Regions from separate parts of the Mus musculus genome. Here regions 1 and 2 are each linked to region 3. The links are chromatin contacts, called in public HiChIP or PLAC-seq maps. All regions are on one chromosome and are shown on one strand. Each heading gives the region's core, a stretch centred on a gene start, on an enhancer-like site or on the middle of the called end of the contact. The rest is flanking DNA. Distances are from core to core; before and after follow the strand shown. Region 1 overlaps Col26a1 (collagen, type XXVI, alpha 1). Region 2 overlaps Col26a1 (collagen, type XXVI, alpha 1). Region 3 holds the start of 4933404O12Rik (RIKEN cDNA 4933404O12 gene).

Region 1 (3,035 bases), core at 339-2,838, 75 kb before region 3:
ACGGTCTCTCTGTCAGCTCCTCCCTACAGGTCCCTGTCATGAATTCCTGTCTTACTTACATGGATGGTAGACTACATTCATATTTTCTCACAGAAGAGAACCCCTAGCTAAGACACTAACATGCCCTTCAAGGACATACAGGTCCTCCAAAGAAATGGTCAAAATCACAATTATGTGGCATGCAGAGAACTCAGAGGGGGACCTGCTACAGACCCACAGCTTCTCAGTGACTATCCTGAAAGTCTGCAGAAATGTCCAAGGTGTGCCCAAAAGCAGGTTGCTTCAAAGGAGATTAGAAGGACTGGCAAGATGGCTCAGCTGGGAAAGGTGCCTGCTGCCAAGACTGACCACCCAAGTTCAATCCCCAGGACCTACCTACAAGGTGGAAGGAGAGCCCTGACTCCTGAAAGTTGTCTTGAGGCGGCCACATGTGTGCCATGGTGCACGCACACATGTGGACACACACACACTAAATAAATAAGTGAATAAATACATTTTTAAAAGAAAGAGATTTGCAAAAGGTATTCCTATGGGGGTGAGATACTCAATTACTGGAAATAGATGCGTAGAGGCCATAACCCTCTGGCCTTCAAAGGACATCTCCCTGTAGTAACGTGAGGTCTCTTAATGGGAGCCTGGGTACTGCCACAGTCTGGGAGCCACTGGCTCATCCTAAGACCTCATCCTACGAGTCTTGCATCCCTCTCTCACTGGCCAGGTCATCTTTCCAGCCCCCTTGCTTGCCTGGTTCTCCGATGCCTCATCAGAGACCTCGGTGAAGAGGAACAGGCTGGGAGGTAGCAAAGCCTCCGCAGGAAACAAGGAGGCACTGCTCAGAGGAAGGAGATTAGCTCCTGAGGAGCAGCAGAGGACCAGCAGGGAGGGAGGGAGGGGAGGTCCCACTGCAGTCCTCCGGGAGGAGGGTTGTGTTTGGCCTCTAGCATTCCCCAGGGGCAGCCACAGACAACTTAGGCAAGAGAATTGTGAGTTTGACATTAGCCTGGGCTTCCTAGTGAGAGCCTGTCTCAAAAACAACAATGAAATCAGATGAGGGCTAGAGAGAGAGAGAAAGAGAGAGAGAGAGAGAGAGAGAGAGAGAGAGAGAGATCAGTGGGTAGAGTGCTTGAAATGATTAGGACCAGAACCTGCCTGAGTCCCAAGACCCATATGAAAATGCTGGCCATGGGCCAGCAAGATGGCTCAGTGTGTGAAGGGCTTGCCACACAGGCCTGGAGACCTGGGTTCAATTCCTGGAATCCATACTACAAATGTGGAATGAGAGAATTAGCTCCATAAAGGTGTCCTCTGGCCTGGACATTTACATCATCATCATCATCATCATCATCATAATAATAGTAATAGAAAAGTTAACTGTTGGATGTGGACACAGGTATATACCTGGGCTTGCTAGCCATCTAGCCTAGCCAAACTGGCAAGTGCCAGGCTACATAAGAGATTGTATCTCAAACAACAAGATGGTGACACTAGTGCCACCTGAGGTAGATCTATGGACTCTGCATGCATATACCACACGCCTACACACATACACAAGTACACACCAAGAGCAACAGGGAAGAGACAGCAGACTCAGCAGACAGCTGCTTCCGTTTGTAGCTCAGGTCCACAGAGGTGGGAAGCATCACCTAGACAAGAAAGCCTCTGAGATTCCGCAGTCAGGGTGAAGAGGAGGAAGGGGAAGGGGAATGGGGGAGAAGAAAGGAGGGGAAGAAGAAAGAGGCGGAAGAATGGGGGGTGGGAGGAAGAGGAGGAGGGACAGGAAGGCTAGCCCACATCTTAAAGTATTTAAATCAGAACTCCATTTAGCCTGGCAGGCGTCTGCCCCCTGAGCAGCAGGCAGCCCCACCAAAGCAGGAGGCCAGCCAGCAGGGGATCGTCTGGCAGAGGTGGAATGAGGAGGCAGATGAGGAGGAGAGAGTTCCTCCAAAGCCCTCCACTCAGCACATCTGGAAAAGGTTGGCTGGAATGCCATCAAAGACCTCAGAGGAGCTGAAGATTCCGCCAAGGGCAGAAGAGGCTTGGTGGAGCAAAGCGACCCACCCCTTGGTGCCCATGTGACTCCTCTGAGTCTGGCAGACCTCCTGAACCCAGCCCACCACCACTAAGAGTTGACTGAGAGAGCCTTGGGGGCACCCAAGGCTAATGTCCAATACCACCTGACACTGACTGTAAGGGACACACGCAAGCTAAGCCAATCCCCCACTCCAGAGCAAGACAGGGAATGGGAGTCATCCCCCTGTCCCAACTAGGAAACTGAGGCACTGAGCAAGGAGGCCCAGATGGTCCTTTCTGCCTCCAGGTCTTTGTTAGTGCTGTGTCATAACTTGACCCATAAGGGAGGAAGGATTAATCTGGGCTCATGGCTCAAGGGCATAGTCCACTAGGACCCAAAGGCAGCCGGACACATTCATTGAGTCTGCAGTCAGGAAGCAGGGGGAGATGAACGTTGATGTTCAGCTCAAGTTCTCCTTGTTTGTTTTAAATCTGTGCTTAATTTGATTGCATTCCCCCCTCTCTCTCGTGGTGTTGAAGGGTTACGGGGTCAAGGGGATGACACACTGAGACCAGCTACAGGGAGGCATATCAACTTTACTTGGGGTGATCAGGACTTATATAGTTTTGGGGACTAGGGATAGAAACACCCAGGATGGGCAACGGTCACTGGCTGAAGGCTTTGGGTACCAAAATGCCCATTAGCATAGGGAAGCATTTCAGCAATCTCAGGTTGTAGCTGAATGGGTTCTTATCGGGAGAAAGGAAGTTGAACCTGTAATCTAATTAAGGTTACATGACATTCTGCAGATAGAGGCATAGGGCCTGGGGAGTTGAACTCCCCAGACAAGTTCGGAAAAGGGGAAGCCCTGCCAATGAAGGGGGTCCTCCATATTGTGCCGAGCTTAGAAGGCTATCCAGTCAAGGGTAGAGTTCGACTTTAATTAGCAGGGCAGCAGCAGTGTGTGCCAAGACCATGTGCATGTCTGTGAGCAGAAGCCCCATCAGTCGTCCATGTTGGGTTT
Region 2 (3,057 bases), core at 25-2,524, 120 kb before region 3:
TTGCCTCTCAGGACTCTGACCAGGATTTCTCTTAGCTGCTGAGACAGACAGCAGGTTTCTCTTCAGTAGAACACGACTCTGGGTCATTATTTCCTTTCTTTCAGATAGGTGGGTGGACCAGTGGGTGGATTGGGTGGGGGTGGGGTGGGGGTAGATGGATAGGTGAGTGGGTGGGTAGATGGGTATGTTGGTGGATAGATGAATGGATGGGTAGGTGGGTAGGTGAGTGAGTGGGTGTCTGAATGGGTAGTTGGGTGGGAGAGTTGTGAATGGGTAGGTGGGTGGGAGAGTTGTGAATGGGTAGGTGGGTGGGAGAGTTGTGAATGGGTAGGTGGGTGGGAAGGTTGTGAATGGGTAGGTGGGTGGGAGGGTTGTGAATGTGTAGGTGGGTGGATGGGTGGATTTTGTGGTCTAGGATTGAATTTAGGACCTCATGCGTGTTAAGCAAGTACTTTACCACTGAGTCTGTCCTGTTGTCAAAAACTTGACCTAAAGAATGTATCCAAGGCCAATCTGGGCAACTTAGTGAGATTCTGTTTAAAAACAAAAACAAAAACAAAAACAAAACAACAACTGGGATACAGTTTGGCTCAGTGGTAGAGCCCCTGCCTAGAATCCCCCAGGGAGGGGCTGGGGGCGTGGATCAGTGATACATGAAACCCAAGATTCAATCCTTACAATAAATAAATAAATAAATAATCAATCAATCAATCAATCAATCAATCAATCAATCCAGACTCAGCCCTTCACACGTAGGCCCTGTGAGTGATTCCCAGAATTCCTCTGAGCTCAGTGGCCTCGAGTTTGACATGAGAAAGTAAAAACATCATAACGCCCCCCCGCCCCCGCTGGGCCTCTGGAGGCTCTGCAAGGATGGAGGAGATGACAGGAGGGGTGTGCTTTATGCATCCCAGACCCCATCATCACGTTCCTCGGCTCTGGCTTCAACATCTTCCCCACATATGGAAATGCTGTCAACCCGGACTTGGAGCCGGGCAAGGTGTGGATTTCCAGTTCAGAATCTCCTCAGGTGACAGAGGTAGCAAGGGCCGGTGGGTGGGATGGCTCACTGGCTCAGGGTGCTTGCTGCCAAGCTTGACAATCTGAGGTTGACCCCAGGGACCCATATGATGGAAGGAAAACAAAAAAACAACAGTTCTCAGAAGTTGTCCTCTGACTGTCACGTGTGTGCCGTGACACCTGCCTACCCACCCCTACCCCATCCTACCTCAACACAAACTAAATAAAACTTAAATAGAAAGAAAGGGAGGGACCTTTGTCCCTAGTCCTAAGAGACAGTGGTGAACTTTGGTAAAGACGGTGGCTTACACAGGGCCCTGAACCTACAGGGACCCAGGAATTTGTCATCTGGAGGAGGCAGGAGAGTGAAGGTCTGTTTAGCCCAAAGCCACCTGCCACTCTTCAGCTCTCTGGCAGCACAAAGGGCCAGCTCAGGCCTCCTATGTGATCCACGTCTTGGAACCCACCCTCCTCTCATGCCCAAATAATGACCTGACTGGAGACTGGCCTCTGTAGTTGGTGTAAAACAATGATCTCTCCAGGGGCAGGGATGGCCACTACCCACTCATGGCCTTTACCAAGGCCACTGCTCTCTTCTCCAACCTCTGCCCATGTGGTTTCCCACAGCAAGAGGCCTAGAGTCAATGTCATGGTCTTCAGGCATCTCTGCTGTCCCCATTGTGGTCCTGACCAGTGGGGTGTGCTAGGGGCTGCCTAGAAGTGCAGGCCCAGTTCTGTGAGGAAGTCCCCTAACTGATGAAAGACACAGAGAAAAAAAAGGTCAAGAGAAGGTTTTGTGATGGAAGAGAGTGTTGTACATCTGGCCCAAGGTCCCGTCTTTTTATGGTGGTGCGTACAGAGACAAGGTTGCAGAGGAACAGGCAGGCTGGACCTGTGAAGCCAACAAGGTGCTGAACAGCTCTCTGGGAGGAGGGAGGAGGGAGGAGGGAGGAGGGAGCAGGGAGGAGGGAGCAGGGAGCAGGGAGCAGGGAGGAGGGAGCAGGGAGCAGGGAGCAGGGAGCAGGGAGCAGGGAGCAGGGAGCAGGGAGCAGGGGGAAGGAGAAAAGGACTGGAGGAAGATGTGAGGTGCAGAAGGAGGGGAAGAAGGAAAGATGAATGGAGAGAGAAAGTGGGAGGAGGGAGGGAGGGAAGAGACAGAGAAAGAGGGAAGGAAGGAATGAAAGGGGAGGCAGAAGGGAAGAGAGGATGCAATGAAGGATGAGAAAGAAATGGCAGGAGTGGGAAGAGGGGGAAGAGGGAGAAGACAGAGGTGGGAAGAGGGAGAGAACAGAGGAGTGGGAGGAAGGGGAGGAAGTAGAAGTGGGGGAGGAGGGGGAGGAGAGAGAGAAGTGAGAGGAGAGGCAGGAAGAGGGGGAGGAGAGGGAGGAGGGGGAGGCCTAGGCTACCGGTCAAAAAGGCAGAGCAAACAGATGGGCCTCTCAGTTCCCCTGGGCAGACTTCATACAGGCCAGACCCTCCCTACCTCCTCAGGGGATGAGCCGCAGGGCAGGCTGAGTGGATCAGCTCAGAGAGAGTGAGTGCCCATCTCTAGAGTTGCCCAAGAAGAGGTTAGACAGCCATCTAGGGGCATGCTTGAAAGGGGGGCTGCTCCCCCAAGATCTCAGAATCTGAGCCCCCATCCCCCAGAAGGCAAGCTACCCAGCTGTGAGAAAAGTGACCAACACAGTATATAACAAAGAGATAAAGCCTCATTAGGTAACCCAGGCTGGCCTTGAACTCCAGATCCCCCTGCCTCAGCCCCCCCACCCCCACCCCGGGCTGGGATTGCAATTATGCTCTACCCACCTGGCTTAACTGTGCTTTAGTGCTGGGAGTAAGCTAACAGGAAGGACGGCATCCTGGGTAGCTTTGAGTAGGCTTGGTGAGGGAATATGGATCTCGGTTTCCACACTAACTGCAGGTCCTACTTCCCTCAGGAATCATGGTGTCCCACAGGAAGTTTCCTTTGTAGCTCCCTCTGGCAGACAGCAAAAGGAATGTAGAAACGAGCTCGTGCACAGCAAGTTCAAAGTTAGC
Region 3 (2,981 bases), core at 121-2,620:
CACAGGCCGCCATTACCCATGCCCAGTTTATGTGATGCTACAGATGGGAGCCAGATGGGCTTCCTGTTAGCCAGGTGTCTACCCACAGAGCTGCAGGCCTCTCTGTTGCTCTTTATACAGCCTTTGAAAGCATGCCTCTTGTTTCCAAAGCCTCAGTGTGGCCCAGGTCCACTTCAGGATTCCAGATACTCAGCCTGTGAAAATCAAAATGAGCTCCGTCTTCTACATCTATAGTCTTATCAGAGTTTTGGTCAGATTATAGAACAAAGGCCATCGTTATCCAAACCCTCTGGTCAGGTGGTTGGCACTGTCTCTTGGGATCCCAGTCTCCTTAGTTACCGTCTCTCAGTGTGTAGCAAGAGAAAGATTCATACCCAGGCCTTTCATTCCTATTGTGTCCTGGAGTGAACATTTAGTTTGAAGGTTAACTCAGAACAAGCCGTTAGTAGTTTTCAAGATTTCTTCCTACCGTATAGGTTATTGTCTTAGTTATGGTTTTACTGCTGTGAACAGACACCATGACCAAGGCAAGTCTTATAAAAACATTTAATTGGGGCTGGCTTACAGGTTCAGAGGTTCAGTCCATTATCAAGGTGGGAGCATGGCAGTATCCAGGCAGGCATGGTGCAGGAGGAGCTGAGAGTTCTATGTCTTCATCCAAAGGCGGCTAGTGGAAGACTGACTCCTAGGCAACTAGGGTGAGAATCTTAAACTCACACCCACAGAGGCACACCTACTCCAACCAGGTCACACCTCCAAATGGTGCCACTCCCTGGCCCAAGAATATACAAACCATCACATTTATGAAGTATGTATTAATCGTAATAGCCACAGGTTCCTTTGGTCTACTTTTGTGTACAACAAACCTTAAAGGAAGATGGCTGAAGACAGGCTAGCCAGGTACAAGCTCCACTTAGGATATGCAGTGTCTGAAACGGCTCCGAGGGTAAATATAAAAAAGGGACTTTCTAAATACTATTTAAGTACTTATAAGGCAAATACTGTGTTTGAATTCTCCTTAAAGGCGTGGCTAGTAATCAATGGACTACGTTTCCCATAGCTCCTGTGGCAGCTTCTCTGCATTTCCTAGAAGGCTGTTCGCCCTTTGCTCTGGCCCTGATCATCCGTGGGAAGAAAAAATGGCAATGTATTCGTCAGCATTGTTTAAGTCAAATATCGTCTTTTGTCCTTTATCGTTCCCCTAATCTGGCTTCTGCTCCTTCGCTCGCTGGCTTGCAGAGCCCAAATAATCTGAGAATAGTCTCTGTGGCAACTACAACGGTTTCTAGGGCTACTCGGAGAAGCAGGAGGCTGTCCATGCCGAAGCATTCTGGGAGTTGTAGTTCTGGTTCCTTTCCAGGCAACGGCTTGTCTTGCTCTGCCTCCTCCCACACCAGAAGTGAGCATCAGGTGGTGGCGAGCGCGTAGACAGGGTGAAAGGTGTGAGGGTTAGCGACAGATCTGCGTATTCACCTTGCTGGTCACCGGCCACCACCACCTCGGCGCCAATGAATTTTCTGTCGCGAGCCCCGCTAACGGCTTGCCGCTGAAAACTCTGGGAAATGTAGTTAGGCGCGAGCAAGCTGTCGTTAGTTGCAGGTCTGAGGCGGGAACCGGGGCTCCTCATGTGTTCGCGGCTCGGTTCAGCCTTCCACGGTGAGGATTTTCAGCCGGGAAATCAGGACAAGACCTGGGACTGGATGCGCGGGAAGCCCAGCCCTGAGCCGGGGGGTGGGGGTGGGTGGGGGCGCAGGCCACCTCTCCAGTCCTGAAACCCCCCCCCCCCCCCCCCCGGTGATGTGACTCTGGGTTAACCGTCTAGTTCCTTCACGTTGTCCGGAATAGCAGAATGGATCCTGGTGATCGGAGCAATTAGGTGCTGTCCATGGGCTGGGGAGATGACACAGGGGTAAGAGAGCTTTTGCAACCTTGAGAAACCGCTCGAATCCCCAGCAGGGAGACAGGGACACAACCAACATGTGGGATCAGAGACCCTAGCCGCCAGCCTAGTCTACCTTCAAGTTCAGAGACGGACCCTGGCTCTGGGGAATGAAGCTGGGAGTAATAACTTCCTGTGGCCCCTGCAGTTGCACACGAGCTCTCAAGCATATGTCAGCATGCATACACCACACACAATAAGTAGTGATGGGTGCTGCCACAGCCACAGCCCTCCACTATTAAAGAAGAGGGAGCTGGGGTTAGAGTCGATAAGGTACCCCTCATCCATGGTCTAGCTGGGGCCGACAGACACAGATCTGCAGTACCTAGCAGTGTTTGCCCTCGGAAGCTTCACTGCTTCCTAAGAGCAAACGCGTTGATACTCCAGTAAATGACAAGGCTGGCGGGTGCTTTTGTTTGATTGGTTGGTTTTTGTTTTGTTTTGGGGGGATTTTGTTGTTTTCTGTTTTGTTTGTTTTTAGTCTGATGTTTGTTTTGGTTGTTGCCGTATGTATTTAGGGGGAGGGCATGTAGTGGTCAGAAAACTTTCTGGGTTCAGAAATTGATCCTTTCCTTTTGCCACGTGGGTCTGGGGGATTGCACTCATGTGATGCAGTGAGTGATCACATTTACCTGCTGAGCTATCTCACCACCTATCTTGGTTTTGTTTGAAATAAGGTCTGTATATGTAACCCTAGGCTGGCTTGGAACTTATAGTCATCCTCCTGCCTCAGCTTCCCCCAGTCCTGGGATTACAGACTTTAGGGAAATCATGATTAAAAATAAATAAATAGCCAGGCTGGTTGCACATGCGTGCGATTCCAGTGCTCACAAGGTAGAGACGGGGAAGTCAAGACTAATTTGAGGCTAGCCTGATCTACATAACAAGATGCAGACCAGGCAGGGCTACATAGTGAAACCTTGTCCCCTTCCATCACTAAAAAAAAAAAGAAGAGTGGGAGAGTGAAAGGACCAGCCATGTAAAGGTGCTTACCACCGAGCCGGACAGCCTGACGTCAGAGTCAATCCCCAGCACCCACACA

Evidence for each region. HiChIP or PLAC-seq counts read pairs in DNA pulled down with a chosen protein or histone mark.
Region 1: a contact with region 3 is called in a RAD21 HiChIP or PLAC-seq map of pro-B cells, with 9 times the contacts expected there. The contact joins the enhancer-like site here to the promoter of 4933404O12Rik in region 3. A contact is called at or near these places in 1 of 15 datasets of contacts at CTCF or cohesin (pro-B cells), 3 of 484 Hi-C or Micro-C datasets (myocytes, nephron progenitors and palatal mesenchyme), 6 of 115 datasets of contacts at active chromatin or transcription factors (the 230-238 cell line, T-cell acute lymphoblastic leukemia, embryonic stem cells and 2 more) and 3 of 9 other capture datasets (adipose tissue, liver and pancreatic islet).
Region 2: a contact with region 3 is called in an H3K27ac HiChIP or PLAC-seq map of embryonic stem cells, with 8 read pairs. The contact joins the enhancer-like site here to the promoter of 4933404O12Rik in region 3. A contact is called at or near these places in 1 of 39 promoter capture datasets (neural stem cells), 3 of 15 datasets of contacts at CTCF or cohesin (embryonic stem cells, large pre-B cells and pro-B cells), 17 of 484 Hi-C or Micro-C datasets (the AML12 cell line, cerebral cortex, cortical neurons and 10 more), 22 of 115 datasets of contacts at active chromatin or transcription factors (the 230-238 cell line, the NIH/3T3 cell line, astrocytes and 13 more) and 1 of 9 other capture datasets (adipose tissue).

What each region holds. Positions count from the first base shown.
Region 1 is chr5:136,842,198-136,845,232 of GRCm38.p6, forward strand. The region is part of intron 2 of Col26a1 (collagen, type XXVI, alpha 1); the gene reads right to left. Among named protein-coding and RNA genes, the nearest start is that of Gm30654, 17 kb to the left of the region's middle. Within about 2 kb of position 1,589, at least 17 of the 459 cell types and tissues checked have an H3K27ac peak or open chromatin away from gene starts, as enhancers often do. A contact at or near this core is called in palatal mesenchyme and pro-B cells, where this site is marked.
Region 2 is chr5:136,794,662-136,797,718 of GRCm38.p6, forward strand. All of the region lies in intron 3 of Col26a1 (collagen, type XXVI, alpha 1), which reads right to left. Among named protein-coding and RNA genes, the nearest start is that of Gm30654, 31 kb to the right of the region's middle. Within about 2 kb of position 1,275, at least 9 of the 459 cell types and tissues checked have an H3K27ac peak or open chromatin away from gene starts, as enhancers often do. A contact at or near this core is called in the 230-238 cell line, where this site is marked.
Region 3 is chr5:136,917,776-136,920,756 of GRCm38.p6, forward strand. 4933404O12Rik (RIKEN cDNA 4933404O12 gene) reads left to right here and starts at 1,371. Exons shown (of 4, transcript NR_015555.1): 1 at 1,371-1,656.